2 separate regions of the Arabidopsis thaliana genome follow, and region 1 is linked to region 2. A link is a contact called in public capture Hi-C data. All regions are on one chromosome and are shown on one strand. Each heading gives the region's core, a stretch centred on a gene start, on an enhancer-like site or on the middle of the called end of the contact. The rest is flanking DNA. Distances are from core to core; before and after follow the strand shown. Region 1 holds the start of AT2G27420 (Cysteine proteinases superfamily protein). Region 2 holds the start of AT2G26800 (Aldolase superfamily protein).

What was found. Capture Hi-C pulls out chosen DNA fragments and counts their contacts.
Region 1: a capture Hi-C map of seedling shows a contact between it and region 2, with 2.3 times the contacts expected there. The contact joins the promoter of AT2G27420 here to the promoter of AT2G26800 in region 2.

What each region holds. Positions count from the first base shown.
Region 1 is chr2:11,726,294-11,728,993 of TAIR10.1, forward strand. AT2G27420 (Cysteine proteinases superfamily protein) reads right to left here and starts at 1,361. Exons shown (of 2, transcript NM_128302.3): 1 at 779-1,361; 2 at 1-616. The coding sequence starts at 1,226. The coding sequence ends at 18.
Region 2 is chr2:11,431,454-11,434,153 of TAIR10.1, forward strand. It overlaps AT2G26800 (Aldolase superfamily protein), which reads right to left and starts at 1,344. Exons shown (of 9, transcript NM_179756.4): 1 at 1,115-1,344; 2 at 569-749; 3 at 271-478; 4 at 1-81. The coding sequence starts at 732. It overlaps AT2G26810 (Putative methyltransferase family protein), which reads right to left. Exons shown (of 7, transcript NM_001336088.1): 6 at 2,690-2,700; 7 at 2,209-2,591.

The DNA.
Region 1 (2,700 bases), core at 111-2,610, 290 kb after region 2:
AATCAATCTTCATGTATTCAAGCAAGTGGATAGAAAGCAAGAATGGCCAAACCACACATTCCTTGGGGTGCATCCACGTCTCTCTTGATCCTCATGTAACCATTTTCTCCCCAAGTTTCCCCCCAAGAATTCTTCACCACCCAATACTTAGTCCCTTCTTCACTCATTCCATAACCAACAATTGTAACCGCATGATGCAAATCCGTCCCACATTCTCCGTTGAATACCCCTCCCGAGTAGTGCCTAAACGCGGCCCCTGTCCCTTCTATCCCCACAGAAACAGGCTGTTGAGACACTGCTTGTAGCAACGCTTCCTCATTATTCATTGGAACGGTCTCATATCCGCTGATTGTGGCTGCACGAAAAGACGATGATAGGGTAGTTGATGAACTACAAGTTTGTTGTGATTCTTGGTATGGATAGTTATCCTCAGTAGTGATGCCTTGGTTTTTGATTATGTACTCGAAAGCTTTCGACATTATCCCTCCACGACATCCTTGATTGTAGTCTCTGTCGCAGTCTAAGAGTTGTTGCTCCGATAGCGATACAAGCTCGCCTTTAGTAATCTTTGTAATGCCTTCCACTGCCGCCACCGCGGAAAACGCCCAGCATCCTCCTATTCCGTTTTCAAAAAATTCATGTTTAAAACAATGTATCTCTCTATTCTTTTGTTTTTTGTTAAGGAACAAAAATTAAAATCCAAAAAAAAAGAATCAACATAGTGACGTCAAGCCCAAATAATGCAGATTGTTATAAAAAACAAAGCTTAAATAATTACCACATCGGCCTTGATACTTAACGGGTGTAACAGCCCCCTCTTGTCTCCAATCCATGCTCTCGCCATTATCACTAACATTACCATATCTAAACGGCACCGTGTTTTTGCCCGAAGACAGAGTTGAAATTCTGGTTATAGCCTCGGGCACAACTAGTCCAGTGTGTGTCGCCCGAAATTCTTCGTCCGTAAGATCAGAGAACTCGTTGATATCAACCTTGTACGTGATTTTATTATTCATGTTGAAGTTCTGGACGAACTCCAAATTCTTCTTGAAGATATTAAACCGATTTCTTTTCTCGGTTTCGTCAGAGTAAACGCGATTGAATCGAGCCATCCATTGCTCATGTTTCTCAATGGCAGAAGCTTCAAAAAGGCTACCACGAGATGTAGCTAGCGAAGTTCTGTAACTTAAAAAAATAGTTAGAATGAAGATGATAGTTGACGCCATTCCCTATAGGTAATATGTATGGGCACAATTTAAAAATAGTATCAATAAAAATACTCTTATAATACAAATGTTTTGGTTTTTGTTACTTGGTTTGCCAAGAAGCGGGTATGCCAAAATGGTCTTATATAAGAAATTGTGAGTGAAGTGTGTGGTGCGATGTTGAGTGTGTGGTTTAAATATACTAAGGAAGTGGGACCAAATGACATGGGAAAAAACAAATTGCAACATTATTGATGTTAGATTCTATTTGCCAGTTTTTATATGCTTCAGCCTTCACTCAAAGTTAATGGTCAAGTTTTAACTCGGTGAGAATTCGTTTGTATTGGCTGGTTAAAGTTTGGGAGGTTCGCATGATATACCGTTTTGAAAACTAAGCTTATGGTACAAAGCCATTCTTGATTTTTTTTTTTTTTGCTTTGGTTTTGTGGTCTATATTTATCTCTCTACCTGTGCCTTGCTCGAACATTGTACACGTCACACGTTGTACTCTTAGTGCATTCGCAGACCACACGAGCCAAGGCAGCAATTGTTAAAATATAAAATCAGGTAGAAGCAAAGGAAATCACAAATATTAAAAAGCGAATATGTATTGGTTCCAAACAAATAAATGTATTTTAAATTATCTAAATACGCTGGTCTCACAAATCTTATCTCCCTAAATAGTCGAGATGAGTGTGTGAGTGTCCACGAATAATTCATATTATACGATCTTCGAATAGAACCAAAACAATCGGAAATAATACAGAGATTGGTATCAAATTCTAGCAAATAATTGGACGAGTAATTTTTGTTTACTTTTTGTGTTCTTTTTATTCATTTTTTTCGTTTCTGCGTCAACGAGGCTTTCTTTTTAGTATTTGACCAAGTTGGTCTATTCTATTTTATTAGTATTCCGTTATACCATGCCTTCGACAACGTGAACAAGCAAACAACAATATTTCGTAATCGAATCAATATAAATTGTGAAATTGAATTTTTTCATAGAAAATAATTTAAAAATCCATTTTTGCTTTTGCTGTTGTGTCTGGTCAAATCCTATCATGTAACTCCATAATGCAATAACTGATTTTTTCAAGTGGCTCTACTCTCTTACAATTACAACTTGCAAAGTTATTGTTATGTAGATAATGTTATTGCTGTAAATGGTTGAAGTAACTCCCTAAGGCAAGTGGCCCTTGTCTCGAATCTCGGCATTAAGGCTTTAAATTCTTTTGATTGATTTTTAAGTTTTTGCTTTGTTAATTTTGGCTGTTTCACAAATAGCGCAAAAGAAAAAAAAAGCAAAAGAAAAAATTCTACCCATTCCCACCAAAATTTAGCCAATCAGAATAATAATAGCTGAAAATATTTTTCAACTCATTTACTCTTAAAATAGGGAAAAAGTCAAAAACAATAAAACGAAACGTTTCACCTACTTTTAAAACATGAGAAAAAATTTCGCGCTAACTTTACTTTTTTACTTGTCAACTTTTTT
Region 2 (2,700 bases), core at 94-2,593:
TACTATATTTTTCTCATTCTGCAGGCCATCTCTTGGACCAACTTCTACAATCTTCACAAACTTTGGTATACCTTTAGAGATCTAAATTCCAAACAGAAAAAAAACAGAATAAGAGAGAAAAAAAAATGGTGGTTGTAGTGGGAAATTTTAAACAGAAATGAAAAAGATGAATCATTATACAAAACTATCCTACATAGACGGGGAACGAGGTATCTGTGGATATGTTTTATATAGAGGTCAAAAACTACTTTCCTCCATCGAGACAATTACCTTATTACTTATATGCGACGTGCCATTCTCATTGCTAAATGTGCTATACTTCTGCTCCTTAAAACTTTTGGATTCCCTTAAAGTCCCAGAAACAGTAGAAGTCCTTCCAGCAAACGAAATATTCCTAAACATATGCTCTCCTTCAGATAATTTCCGAGTATGCCTTCTCCACGGGAATGACTCTTTAGCAAAGCTTTTATCATCATCACTGTAAGTTAACATACATTTCAAGAGCATAAGAAACAAAAAGTTGTCATATGAAAGGAAAACAAAGATTGATATATATTTTCAAACTCACATGCAACTGTTAGAGGTAGTGCAATCTCTTCCTTCAATCCAACGGTGTCCCATACCGACATCATCCCTGGGGCGACAAGCACCGGAAGAAAATCTCTGAATCCTATCCATAGTGCTCATACTTGGCAACTTGTCAAAGCTTAGCGGCTCCTCCAAACTCGACATGGTGAAAAAATGTGAGACTGGAATAGAAGGATGATGCAAATGAGTGTTGTTTGTTAATCTCTTGCACCATATAGAATGGGCTCGTCTCACCCCATTCCATTGCATTTTTCAGCAATAGTTTGAGTTCTCTGGAGAAAATGGTCAGGTCCATTGCTCAAAAAATATGTTCAAATATACCACAAATTATCATTCAAATTCCAAAATCGATTCTCTACTAATTATCCGGAAAATCAATAAATTCAACATGAATTTCACAAAATTAGGAAAAATGTTCTCCGATTAGAACAGAATCGTGCTGCAAAAATCATCGCTCTTTGTGATCAGCCCTAACATTCTATTGAATTCGATCAGCGTAAGAGATAACGAAGAGTCTGAAATTTACCGTGATTAATTCCTCCGGAGGTTTAATTCCGATGAAGAATCTCAGGCAATGAGATTCGTCGTTTTTCCGGTGACGTGAAGAAGACGGAGAATGAAGAAGGGACGCGTCAAGTTTATCTCCACTAATTCTGGTTGGGAGGGGTCCTTTTGGAGTTGGAAGATGACCAACATTTAATTTAGACCTCAATCAATTTATAACATGTTTTTTTTCTTTCCTTCTTTACTGATTGGACAACAAATTTTTAATTGAGTAAACTGTATAGTGTAACTTAAGTTATTATATGGTGGAAATTTATTTGAATAAAATTGACCCTAACCAAGTGGTGTGTGGTAGTCCTTGTTTTAAATAAATAATATTGGTTTAAACTTTAAATACTAAAATGAGTAAAAAAAAAAGCCTATATTTCTTGTTACGAAAAAATAGATCGTGTATTTTTTTGTGGGAATAGAAATTATGTGGTGTATTTTTATTAAATACTTTCCCCAAAAATAAATAACATGGTTATTTTATTTTATGATATTAAACGATTTGTTAAAACATTAGTAAAATATATCTTTTACGTACTTACGATATTACTATAGTAGTAAAACTTTGCAAACTTAAGTCCCAATATCTTTTTTTTTCGAATATCAACTAAAGTCCCAATATCTTCAGTCTGCACCTACCTAAATGACACTTTCAGATAAAATAAGACTGAAAAATAATGTAAGAGATAAATAAAATAAGACTGAAAATAATATGGAAGATACAATAAGACTGAAAATAATATGGAAGATAAAAAAGACTGAAAATGACAAAGAAGATAAAATAAGACTGAAAATACTGTAGAATATAAAACAAGACTGAAAAATAATAGGGAAAATAAAATAAGACTGAAAAATGATTTAGAATATAAAATAAGAATGAAAATACCGACAAAAGAAAAATAAGAATGAAAATAATATAGAAGATATAATAAGACTGAAAAATAATGTAAAAGATAAAAAAAAAAAACTGAAAAATAATATAGAAGATAAAATAAGACTGAAAAATATTTACTTTTAAAGTCACGCAGGATAAAGATGATCCATTGATGTGGAAAACAAAAAGAATGATATACATGAAAACTGATAAGTAGGTGAAGTCAAGAAATTGGACATGACAACTATCATAAAGGAGATATGATAGTTGCAACAGTTTTTCAGCTAACAATGTGGATTCACTTCAAAGCATCCACAAATGTCATTGTATACTTTTTGAACTGTAACTTTAGTAAACGTTTCACCAAAAATGTATGCATCTAAATAACATAAAAATAATGTTACAAAATTCTGAGGTATCAAAGGAACTAAGTTACTCGAACACAATTCCTCTCTTCTTTTGAAGTGTGATTTCATATATGACCCCTTCCAAGTTTCCTACGGTACACCGAGTCCCAGAAACTTCATTCATCAGCATCCCGTGCTGAGCGCCTTCTCTCAAGATTGCAGAATCCATCCTGAAATAACGTTTCAGATAGTTTATTCTCTGACTCGTATGAAACTTGCAGTTATACTTATATGAGAAAAATGCAAAAGTTTTAGCTGACAAACTTACTGTCTAGCCCG